Regions from separate parts of the Mus musculus genome. Here region 1 is linked to region 2. A link is a contact called in public HiChIP or PLAC-seq data. All regions are on one chromosome and are shown on one strand. Each heading gives the region's core, a stretch centred on a gene start, on an enhancer-like site or on the middle of the called end of the contact. The rest is flanking DNA. Distances are from core to core; before and after follow the strand shown. Region 1 holds the start of Plut (PDX1 associated lncRNA, upregulator of transcription). Region 2 has its middle 3.3 kb from the start of Gm34994.

The links. HiChIP or PLAC-seq counts read pairs in DNA pulled down with a chosen protein or histone mark.
Region 1: an H3K4me3 HiChIP or PLAC-seq map of stem cell-derived neural progenitor cells shows a contact between it and region 2, with 2.6 times the contacts expected there. The contact joins the promoter of Plut here to the enhancer-like site in region 2. A contact is called at or near these places in 1 of 484 Hi-C or Micro-C datasets (embryonic stem cells), 5 of 115 datasets of contacts at active chromatin or transcription factors (embryonic stem cells, pancreatic cancer cells and stem cell-derived neural progenitor cells) and 2 of 9 other capture datasets (embryonic trunk and pancreatic islet).

The regions. Positions count from the first base shown.
Region 1 is chr5:147,267,532-147,273,861 of GRCm38.p6, forward strand. It overlaps Plut (PDX1 associated lncRNA, upregulator of transcription), which reads right to left and starts at 3,990. Exons shown (of 6, transcript NR_038157.1): 1 at 3,689-3,990. It overlaps Pdx1 (pancreatic and duodenal homeobox 1), which reads left to right and starts at 2,566. Exons shown (of 2, transcript NM_008814.4): 1 at 2,566-3,116. The coding sequence starts at 2,708.
Region 2 is chr5:147,152,867-147,159,054 of GRCm38.p6, forward strand. No RefSeq gene overlaps it. Among named protein-coding and RNA genes, the nearest start is that of Gm34994, 3.3 kb to the right of the region's middle. Within about 2 kb of position 2,820, at least 47 of the 459 cell types and tissues checked have an H3K27ac peak or open chromatin away from gene starts, as enhancers often do. A contact at or near this core is called in embryonic stem cells and stem cell-derived neural progenitor cells, where this site is marked.

The DNA of each region.
Region 1 (6,330 bases), core at 2,740-5,239, 120 kb after region 2:
CATAAGAGCTGCTGTTAAATGGCTCGGGAAGGCTCTTGCCTAATGGCTGGGTATCTCAGAGGCCTTCTGGAGGCAGAGGAGGGCACAGGCGGCCTGGATTCAGAGCGGAAATGCGTATCACCCATAATGGATTTAGCCACCTGATGGTGCTGGGAGCCAGAGAGGCAGAGAAAGAACCTCAGAGTTCTGCTGTATGTAACCATTAGCCAAATCAAAAGCTGGGCTGACTTTGGCCTCTCTAAAGGTATACTAAATAGCTGTTGGATCTTTGTTTCCTAAATCCCTTTTAAAGGAAGGAGATGGCTGAAAACATTAATTCTGAAATCAAAGAATGTGCCTCTGTATACACACACACACACACACACACACACACACACACACACACACACAAATCCACACACACATATGGTGGGAAATCCTTCCCTCAAGTTTTTGCTCATCCTGTGAGAATTTATTTATTTGTTTCCTGTGAAAAGCAGCGAGCTTGTTTTTCTGCTGAGAAACCCTTTTCTTTTTGCAAAGCACAGCAAAAATATTAAATGGGAATAAATGAAGCGTCGAGATGGAAGCCAATTTACCAAAATGCATGCAATTAGACCAGAAGTGCTAAGCAAACATCCTGGGGTGTGGGTTAGGCAGGCTGCTCAGGGGTGGGGCTCGAGGGAACAGCAGGGGGTCTATCCCTAAGGGGGTGACCAGGTGAAGGAAGGTCCCTATCTTTGTCCCAAGTCTCGCTCATAACCGTGTCACCAAGTCAACCCGTGGCCACTAGGTAGATTATCTGTGAGGGTCAACACCTTGCCGCTGATCCACCCCCACCCTCGGGCCCTTTTCTTCCGATCGATATGGCCACTCGCGGCCGAGGAGATAGCATCGAGTCCCTGGCGGCCACCCTGAACAATGGACTCATTGAGGCAGGCCTGTAGAGATTAGGTGCACGGGTGCCCCGGCCTTTCACTCCCAGGCCCCTTGACGGGCACAGGTGGCTCTTTTCCCTGAAGAAATCAGAGACACTCTCCCCTCTGACCAGAGTTCCCTCGGTGATCCCAAGAGGGAAAGTATTTTCAGAGTTCAAAACTCCTAATATTTTTTTTTGCGTTTAATAGTTGATGTTCAGAATAGCTCGTTCCATCTGAATGCATTTAAAACACATTTTCTACTAGGAGAAAAATTATTAAAACTTTGCAAAAGTGTATATCTGAGTGTATAGTTTGGTGGAGAGGGAGTTGGGCTATACAGATTTCTTTCCTCTTGGTTGCTACCGAACACCTTCATTTACAGAGGCCCTCTGCAAGGCGCAAAGAGGTCCAAATTCTCCAAAAATCTTCCAGTGTCCTTGGAGGACCAGGTCAGAGGCAGAGCAAGCAACTTATGAGTCAGCAGCCTGGGTCATATCAACTCCAGACAAGAAACACGGTGATCACTGGCAGTTAGTCTATCCTTGCCAGCGCTGTGCACACCCACATTAAAGTAACTGACTTAAAGGCTGCGCCCCCCTCACCCCCAGTATCCAGAGTATCTGACAGATGGAGGCCAGGCACAGACATCCTCAATATGCAGCATTTTAATCGCGATTTCTGCGCACCCCACAGCCTTGCCCAGCTGCCTGCCCTGTTTCAACAACATGAAAAATGGGTTTTCTGTGCGGGGGGGGGGGGACGGGACGACTAGAGACTAGAAATTCCACTAAAGACGCCAGGATGGTCACAGATCTGAAAACCCGGTGCCAACCCCTTGCCCAACTGCTCAACCACAAAGGCAACACTTCTCTGTGCCTTCCGCACATTTGGGAGTGTGTTCTGAGTTAATCAAATAAGTTCCAATCCCCAAAATTAAATCTAATAACTTCAACTTAAGAAAAAACATAAGCCACTGTGATTCCCCCCCCCCCAGACCTAACAGTCAGAAGGCTAGAAGTATAGGGAACGCAGATACAGATAAAAATAAAACGAAATAAAGGGATAGTTTGAGCAATAAAACAAAAAACGACAGCTTCAGGCTTACAGCGCTGAGTTCTGCAAGCATTTCTCAAAAACTGTATTTTTCAACAGTTGCACCCTAACGTTTTGCAAGTCATATTATTGAGCTGATATTTACATACATTATACAAAAATACAAGAAAATTAAAAGTTAGACGCTGTGCCTTACACCTGCAACCCCAGAACTGGGGAGGAAAAGGAGTTTGAAGCCAGCCTGGACTACATCTTGAGTTGCAGGCCAGCCAGGCTACAAAATTAGACCTCCACCCCCTGTCTTAAAACAAAACCAAAAACAAACAAAAAACATAGCGAGGGGGAAGAGGAGATGTAGACTTTTTTTTTAAGCTCATTGGGAGCGGTTTTGTAAAGAGTAAAGGTTCTGGTATTTTTGTGCGCCCCGTTTTGGAGAGCTCCACAGCAGCAAGCAGGGATCAGGCGACTGAGAGAGAAAATTGAAACAAGTGCAGGTGTTCGCGGGCACCTAAGCCTCCTTCTTAAGGCAGTCCTCCAGGCCAATGATGGCTCCAGGGTAAACCACGTGGGGTGCCCCAGAGCCTATGGCACGGCGGCCGGCTTGTCCCCAGCCAGCCTCTGGTTCCCCAGGAGAGCAGTGGAGAACTGTCAAAGCGATCTGGGGTGGCGTAGAGAGTCCGCGAGCCACCCAGCGCCTAAGGCCTGGCTTGTAGCTCCGACCCGGGGCTGCTGGCCCCCAAGTGCCGGCTGCCACCATGAACAGTGAGGAGCAGTACTACGCGGCCACACAGCTCTACAAGGACCCGTGCGCATTCCAGAGGGGCCCGGTGCCAGAGTTCAGCGCTAACCCCCCTGCGTGCCTGTACATGGGCCGCCAGCCCCCACCTCCGCCGCCACCCCAGTTTACAAGCTCGCTGGGATCACTGGAGCAGGGAAGTCCTCCGGACATCTCCCCATACGAAGTGCCCCCGCTCGCCTCCGACGACCCGGCTGGCGCTCACCTCCACCACCACCTTCCAGCTCAGCTCGGGCTCGCCCATCCACCTCCCGGACCTTTCCCGAATGGAACCGAGCCTGGGGGCCTGGAAGAGCCCAACCGCGTCCAGCTCCCTTTCCCGTGGATGAAATCCACCAAAGCTCACGCGTGGAAAGGCCAGTGGGCAGGTAAGCCTGGCTCTTTCTCCCTTTCTCTTTCCCTAGTCTGGACTTGGCTGCTACTGCCTTCAAGAACTCCCCCGGGCCTTTTCTCACAAGTTCCTCTGAAACCCGCAAGGATAATGCAGGCTTAGAATAAAGTCTATGCAAGCCAGTAAGTCCACTCATGTTGGCAGCTTGTTCTCCATTCAACACTCTTCCCTCCTTGCGCTTGTCCTGAGCCTTTCTTACCCTGGGAGCCAACTCCCACGCTGGAGAAAGAAGAGGCCTAGCCAGGCTCAGAACTCCCGAACTCTCTGGATCTTTCTGCAGAGAGGAACCTGGACTCCCGGACCCCAAGGGCCCCAAGCAAGTTATGCAAGATGTCTCTGATGATGGAGTCCCTTGGAAACCCTAGGCCCCTTCACTTCCCGGCTCTATCCTAGTGGCCTTATTAGAGAAACGGGGCCTCCTAGGGGCAGTAGGAGTAGGAGAAACACAGGAAGAAGGGAAAGGAAAATTGCGTCCATCCAGGTAGGCCCTGGAGTAGGATGAGGGGTGGGGGTGAACAGGGAGAGGCTGTACCAACGCGAGGTGCTCACCGGGAGGGTTGAAAGGCAGGTGGTTCACTCTCTCGGAGTCTGGCAGTTGGCAGAGGTCTCTGGGGTGCCAATTCTTTTTGAACCAACCCAACGTGTTTGAAGGGTCCTCTCTGGAGCCGCGTCCCAGGAAGCAAATATGCAGAAGAAGGGGCCTCCTCCCTGCTGTCCGGCTCAAAGAAGCAAGACACCCTGGCTTTCCTTAGCCCTAGGCGCCTGCTTTGTGATAAAGTCCTTCCTTCCAGCAGAGGCGAAGCGGAGCAAGCCCTAGGTCCCTTCCCGCCGGATGCTGGCAGCCAATTCGTGTGGGGGCCTGTGCCCGCCGCTCCACAATGTTATCTCTTCCGGTCTACAGCCACTTCTGGTCACACCTGGACTGCAAATAGCTGCTCTTTCTTTTGCTTTCCGACTGACTGTCGGGAGCAGGAGCGAAGGGTTAAGACGCTGGAGTTGCCATCCCCTGAGAATTCTCAACGTTGTCCTCCGGTCCTAAGGCGCCTGGTCTGACACTATCCCAGGAGCAGCCAAGCAAAGCTCCGAGAGAGTATGGGGGTAACGAGGTTCACCAAGGATTCAAGGGTGGAAAAAGAAGGGGGAAGGCTCCTTTAGCTAGTTCATTTTCTCACCGAGGAAAAAAACAAAAAAAAAAAAAAAAAAACAAAACAAAAAAAAAAAACAAAACAAAACAAAAAACCCTGACTTAAAACAGGCCCAAACTCTTGCTGGGGAGATCCTCCACCTCTGAGCAATTCCAAGCAGCTGGAGCAGGTAGGCCGCAGCAGAGGCCTCTCAAGGCCAAGACCAAAGGGCGCTGAGACCTGGCCATTGGGCTGCCCAAAGACAGACCCTCCACCTAAAGGGGGTTCCTTGCCAAGGAACCACGAAGCAGAGCCCCGGAGATTGATTCTTTCTGGCTATCCACTCCTGCTCTGGGCTAGGGTAGGAACAAGCCAGGGAGTTAAATCTGAGCAGAGGAAGCAGAAAGCCTTTCCTATGTTTGGTGAACACTTTGGAGACCCCTCCTGACTGTGAGATCTGGGTACCAGGATCCTTTGCGGATCCTTTCTGACCATCAGCAAGCAGGACTCGAGGCAGACTACCCCTCTCTTCTCCCTGTAGAAACCTGCAAAGAGCTCCAGCCGGCCCCACTTCAGAAGGACTGCAAGGTTTAGCGAACCCACCTGCGTGTGCTTCGTCGGTTCACAACCCCTGGAAAGGGCTTAATGGCTGAAGGGCTTATAGTAGGACTATGAATGCTAATGGCAATAACCGCTTATAAATAATTGGACTTAAAAGAACTTCATAATCCCTACTGGTGAGTTCTACTGAGCCCCAGAAAAGTCAGATCGAGCACTCTGAACATCTCACCAGCAGATTCTAACTTTAATTCCCACCCGTGGCTTCCTCTAGCTGAGCACAGGTTCCCTATAGTCTTTCATTAGGGCTTGGCAAAGTAGGCAGCTGAGGGCAGTAGTTGGAAGAATCTGCCAGTTGTTGGCATTTAAGATGTCTCTTTAAGGTTAGGTATCTTTCCTTTCCTACACCAGGAAAGGCCTGTGTGGTTTGGGGACACAGGTTTGTGTTCCTGAGGACACAAACTGCTTTCCAAAGAGTGGTCTGGGGACTTCACTTCAGCTTCTAGTGCCTCCCCAGTACCTGGGGGAAGACCCGGGGAGCAGATTCCATCCTGAAGATTAATCCCTTGCCCTCAACACACTCATTCACCTTTCAGCTCTTTGGAAACTGTCTCTCACCCCTGTCCTGAATCAAGTCGGCCTCAGTCTCTTCCACTGGGCTTTGCTGGAGAGCCTTCCATCCTGCATCCACACACAGTCCAGTGCAGTAGACGCTCTACCGAGCTGGGAAGAAAGGACCCAGACCTGGGAAACACTGGTTGGCTTCGCTGATTTCCCGGTGACTTGGGTCTGTTGCTTGCTTTAGATGCGGGTTTGCAGCAAGCACGGGCAAGCCCTTTGGTGAGCCATCCGTCCCTTCTCAGAGTGGCTCTGGTTCAGGATAGATCTGGCCTCAGCAACATTTGTGGTCTTTTCCTGCTAAGCACGACCTTTCCCAAAACAGAATTTCTTCTTCTCAGAGGCAGAGGGCTAATTGAAATCACAGTAACAATTAACACTCAGTTAGAGTTCATTATAACTTTATTAAAAATAATATACAAGCCCAGGAAGATGACTATTTGAAACAAACAAACAAATGTACCAAAACGAAAAAAAAAAAAAACCAACACGTTCCCTTTCAAGCTTTAGGGCTTTAATTCAATCCACAGAACCTAAAATAAAAGGAGAGAACCAAATCCCTAAAGGTGTTCCCCACCTCCCTGTGCTCACTGCCGTGTTCTGACAAGCATATTCTACACACAACAATAATAAAGACGTAAAGCATAAAGATGATATAACAAATAAATAAAAGCTATAACAAAATATGTCCATAACTTAAAGAGAGCACCATAGCCTTTCAAACTGTAGTCTGCATCTATTAGTGAGTTGTTACATTCACTTAAAATTATTTTTGAGACTCATTTACGTTGCTGTTGCTGACCTGGAGCTAGCTAGGCAACCAAGCTCGCCTCCGGGGCTGCCTCCCCCTGCTTCTGCCTCCAGAGAACCAGAATTAAAGACCTCGCCACC
Region 2 (6,188 bases), core at 1,570-4,069:
TCTGTGGGGAGCCCAGCTGCCCCAGATGGGATTCGTTTTCTCATTGGCCAGGCTCCCTTTCTAGAGACAGGAAGGAAGGACTTCACTCCCTCCCATCCTCACACACCTTCCTTCCCACTTCCTCCAGCCAGCTTTCCAGGAGGGAAATGATCTTTGTAGGACAGACTCTGGTCCCCCAAGGTACTGGGGTGACAGCTTCTCCTGCACTGCTAGTTTAGAACACTGAAACACTATGAACACACATCCTTAGAAAGCTACAAAAAATTTATTTGGGGTTGGTTTTCTTTGCGCCATTGGTATTTGGTGGAGAGAAAGTCTGGTGCGCCAATCCCCACAGCTGTGCTGTTTTCTGTTGCTGTGAGAAAACGCCTTGACCAAGGCAACTTATTGGAAGAGTGAGTTTATTTGGGCTTATGGTTCCCGGGGAGCTAAGTGTCCATGATGGCAGAGCAGGGCCAGCAAGTATGGTGGTTGGAGCAAAAGCTCAGGGCTCACATCTTCAATACACAGAAGAGTTAATGCTTTTTTTTAAGCATAATTTTTTTATCCATGCTTTTGTGAACTTGATACCATGCACCCCAATCCTGTTCATTTCCCAGACCTTCCATATCCACCATCCACCCTTATAACTTTCCTCCAAAATAAAATAAAATAAATAGGAAAGGCCCATCTTGCAATGGAAGCTGCAACGTGCCAGCCACATTGGGATGTCACACAGTATACCACTTTGCTCAGACAGATTTATTTGCAAATGTCCGTTGCAATGAGGCCTCAGCAAGAGCTCGTTCTAAAGGCCCAAGAGTTAAACTTTCAAAGACTACCTCCAGGGATGTCCTAGTTAGGGTTTCTATTGCTGCAATGAAACACCATAACCAAAAAAGCAAGCTGGGAGGGAAGGGTTAATTCAGCTTACACTTCCACTTTGCTGTTCATCAGCAAAGAAAGTCAGGACTGGAACTCAAGCAGGCAGGAACCTGGAGGCAGGAGCTGATGCGGAGGCCGTGGAGGAGTGTTGCTTACTGGCTTGCTTCCCCTGGCTTGCTCAGCCTGTCTTTTTATAGAACCCAGGACCACCAGTCCAGGGATGGCACCACCCATCCTGGGCTGGGACCTCCCACACTGATCACTAATTGAGAAAAGGCCTTACAGCTGGACCTCATGGAGGCATTTCCTCAACTGAGGCTCGTACCTCTCGGATGGCTCTAAGTTGGGTCAAGTTGACACACAAAACCAGCCAATACACGTGACATACTTCCTTCAACAGGACCACACTTCCAAAGCCTCCCCAAACAGTGGCATCAACTGGGGACCAAGTATACAAGACCGTGGGGGGACATCTCATTCAAACTACTGCAACCTGCAAAGGGGATGCCGATTATCAGGTTCCTGGAGCCCTGAACCCCATGAAGAACAAGGGGATCCAGGCTTTACTTCTCTCACTACCTCGTAGGAACTGAATATTTGTTTCCAGTTGGTTGCTGTGTCCACTATATGCTAAGTAAGGAGTGTTTTACACTGACTGACATCTGCTTTGATCAATGGACTGGCAACATGGTAGGAATGATTCCCACAAGGTGTTCTCTGATCTTCATTTGATCACTGTGGTAAACCTGCATGTATAAACACACACACACACACACACACACACACACATTATATGAATGTATGTTTTGCCTGCTTTTATATGTGTGTACGACGTGATTGCCTGATGTCCTAGAAGGCCAGAAGAGAGTGCCAGACAGTTGTGAGCTCCTACGAAGGTTCTGGGAATCCCAAACCCAGGGCTTCTAGAAGAGCAGCCAGTGCTCTTAATCACAAAGCCCTCTCTCCAGACCCCTTAAAAACTTCTGTAAAGGCATTTGTATTCTCCTCTGGGTGCCTGGCCCTATACCATATCAGTAGGACAGCCATTTGCAGCTCTGTGCCTTCGTACTTGGAATGGAGACCAAATAGTATCCTAACTCTGGAGTCTCTGTGCATGGAAATGAAGTAAGGCTAATCACCCCCTCCCCCCCCCCCCCACTCCCCGCCCAGGTCACACAGCCGACAGAAGACACAGCCCTGATTTAGACACCGAAAGCTCTCAAAAACTATGTCATCAAGGCTAGTGCTGAGGTAAACGTCTTACCTGGATAGGACTGAGCCGCCCTCCACTGAAGGGACTTTGTAGAGACAAAACCCCAGACTAGCTCACAGACCCCCAAGCTCTGAGATGCAGGCAATCGCTTATGGAAATGCCAGGCAGATCACCTCTGTGGCCAACTGTCGGAGCTCCCCTTGGCGAGAGCAGTGGCTTGGGCAATCCATCATCCACTCACTGAGGCGCCAGCCGTGGGCTCTGGCCGCCGGTGCTTGATGCTATTAACATCGTTTAGTTTTTGGGCTTATCCTATTAAGAAAAAGGTTCCCACTGGCAACAGCAAAAAATCCTTTCCACCTCTTTCATTACCCCAGCTTTTCTTCCCTGTAATTACTATTGAGCTCCTGGCTGATTAAATTAGGTTTTTTGGAGGTCCTTTCTAAAATCTTGGGGAAATTATCTAAAAATCATGAAATCAATTCCCTTCCGCTGTTTTAATCTTTTATGCCCTCCGCTCAAAGAGGGATGGGCAGACAAGGGCAGGCCCTCGGAGAAGTGTGCAGCCTCCACACTGCTTGCCAGCCTCCTAGGGCCTTTGTGGACCATCTGGGTCAACTTCCTTCCAAGCAAATGAAATGCAAATAAAAATTCCAGCAGTTTTTCAGATGCAGGCTGCCTAGCTGATTAGCATGACAGAGGCTGGGAGATGAGGCCTGACCCTGTGCACTTCCCCTCAGCTCATTAAGTTGTAACTCCACCGCGCCTGCATTCACGCTGTGTAGTGACGCTGAAAGGCGGCTTTATCCAAAACTAGCTAAATTCACATTCACACTTTTTGCCTGGAAGTCTTGCCTGCTTCTGCACCCACATGAAAGTGAACCTATTGTGGCTGGCTCATGAGTCCCGCTGATTCTAAGACAATCTGGAGGGTTCCCAAAAAATGTTTATTTCCCAAGTTTGTATCCTTCCACTCTATGACGCCCCCCTCCTGAGTCCCCCCTCCCCCTCAGCTGCCCGGCCTCTGAGTACAGAGAGACACCCGGTGCTGGAGGAGGTTCAGAGCGTGCGTGGAATTTCTAAAGTCAAGTTCTTGGGGATGCTGGAAAGTGGAGATCTGAGAGGAGGATGTAGGTCTGGGTGATTCTGGGATTTGGGGGCTACCTGGACCAGCTTCTCAGAGATGTTGGTGGCCCAGGGACTCATGCCCTGATGTGTTGCCTGGCACAGATTTCCTTGGTTTATCTTCTAAAAAGCACGCGTAGGTTATAAAGCACGCTACCCATTAACCATATGTGAAAACACACCGCATCAGCAGCCTCGCTTGTTGGAGGCCCTCCTTGGGTTGTGGCTTCAGTATTTGTGGATATTTGTTGCTGAGGTTGGGAGGTCCCACTGTAAGAGAATGCCACATAAGGAACAAGAGCTATTTATCTTTGAAACTAAGAATGAGGGGAGAGGGGATAAAGTCTATGAGGGGGAAGAAGTCACTACTCTTTGTGACTCTCTGGTTGGCCCACAAATAAAATGCAGTAGATCAGAACCCAGTCTCACTGGGTGTTGCCGGGAGTTCAGAGGGAGAGAGCATTTCAGGAAGGTTTGGTTAGTGGTAACTTAACTATATGTAAACAAAGGGTGTGGCTCCTAGATTCCAGATTGCATGGAGGAGGAGGAAGTGCTAGGATCTGCATGTGGTAAGGGGTTGGGGGTCCTTGCAAATGCACTCCTTGTAAGGGTTTTGGTGGGTTGGGGCCAAGGAATGCCACAAAGCCACTCCATGCAACAGATCTCAGGGGAGAGATTTATTGCGCGGGGGTGGGTTGGGGGGGGTAGGGGGGTGGGGGAGTGAGGTTGTAGGGGGAGCACAAAATGAAGTAAATCCATAGATGTGTATGTATATATGTGTATATAAGGCTATATATGTGGTGACAACAGAAATGTATGGCATTTGGCGGTAGGTGACGATGTGGCTGCTGGAACTGAGTTGCTGAAGGTGGGTGAGGGTGGACCTGGTTCCTAACACTCCAGACATCTTCAAAAGCCCGGAAATTTCTTTTGCAGTTCTTAGGTTAGAAGTCAAAGGCTTCAAACCTGCTAGGCAGGTGCTCTACCACTGAGCTATGTGCTCAGCCCAAGGAAACTTTGCTCCCACTGAGCTATGCCCTCAGCCCAAAGAAACATTGTTCCCACTGAGCTATGCCCTCAACCCAAAGAGACATTGTAAAGCAAGTGGACAACACTGGGTCAGATACAGTGCCTTACTAGCTCTGGTGATTTCAAATGAGACAGGTCCCCTCCATAGGCTCGGGTATTTGAATACTTGGTTCCCAGTTGGGGACACTCTGAGAAGCCCAACAGCCTTGTCGAGGTAAATATGCCACTGGAGGTGGGTTTTGAGAGTAAAAAGCTGTGTTTACTTCAATTTGCTCTCTCTGCTTCCTGCTTCTGTTTGAAGACTAGAATTCCCAGGTCTCAAGACCTCACACCTGCCAGTCGCCTCCAGTCTTCTGCTTCCGCTTCTGCTTCCATACTGTGATAGACTGTTATCCCGGAAACCCTAACAAACTGTCTGCTGTCGGTTGCTTCTGGTCATGGAAGGGAAAGGTAACTAACACTGGCCTAGGTAATTTCCCTAGTCCTCTGGATACTGTGCTATCATAGCACAGGGCCCTGATCAGCAGGTGGTCCCTGTGTGGGTGGGGCCTGATTCTCCTGGCTGCTGGCAGACTATTTCCTCTTCACTTGGCCAACAGCAGGAGTTGGGTAAGGAAAGGGCTGCAGGAGCTGTGGAAGGTTACATAAATGTGCTCCGTCCGCTGTGTGCCTCACAACACACGAGGCACATAACCCAATAGGGTGTCCTTGCAAAAGAGCAGCGGCCATCAAAAGAAGCAGCTCTCCTCTCAAGGGAATAAGAGCTATGGTTTACTCTGCAGCAAGTACAGATGACCACAGCTCCAGAGAGCGCCTCCAGATCTCCCCAGATACAAGGTTCCAACATGGAAACAGTTGCATGGAGGAACAAAACAAGTAAAAACAAGTTTTGTTCAAGACATTTTTTAAAAAAATACATGGATGGAAACATTAGAGAGGGTTACAAAGGTGGGGGAGTGTCTCTGACACTTGTTTGTTTGTTTGTTTGTTTGTTTGTTTTGTTATTGGCTTTTTCAAGACTGGGGTTTCTCTGTGTAGTCCTGGCTCTCATGGAACTCGTTCTGTGGATCAGGCTGATCTCTAACTCAGGGATCCTCATGTCTCTGCTTCCTGAGTGCTGGGGTTGAAGGTGTGCACTACTACCACTGACTTTGTTAGCAGTTGAAGGGTAGGAGCTAATGGCCTGCTAAATTAGTAAATTCCTAAAGGCTTTAATCTGTTAGTCACAGGATACCAGGCCGGACACAGAAGTGGACAAGGAAGCTATTTAGGGAGCTAAAGCTAGTCCAAGATAAAGTATAATTAAGCTCTAGACTAGCAACATTCCAACCTCCCGACACCAGTGTAACTGTAATCAATTAATCAGGCCTTGCGAACACAGCTTCCTTCTGGGAATTTTCATTCCCACACCTCCAAGAGGATAAGAGAATTTATTCTGGAGTCAGATATGAATGACCGTGTTCTGGGAACACAGACACGGGTCACCCCAAAAGTCATGTTCCAGCATGGTATCAATTCCAGGAAAGTTTGCAGTGAGTCATAAGTCAAGGTGCTTTTCAGATTTACTGGTAGAAAAATCAGGTAGGCGGGTATAGAAAAGTGGGGAAATCCTACATCAGGCCTCAGGCACTATCTGAGGACATACTTAAGCTTTCCGGTTAGTGAAAACACATTCAGGAGTCTGTTTGTATATCCTAAAGGACTTACCTAGTGCTCACTATCTTAGTCAAGGCTACTATTGTTGTGATGAAACCTCATGGCCAAAAGCAAGTTGGGGAGGAAAGGGTTTATTTGGCTTACACTTCCATATCACTGTTCATCATAAAATGAAGTCAGGACAGAAACTCAAGCAGGGCTGGAACCTGGAGGCAGGAGCTGATGCAGAGGCCGTGGAGGGGTGCTGCTTACTGGCTTGCTCCCTGTGGCTTGCTCAGCCCGCTTTCTTAGGCAACCCAGG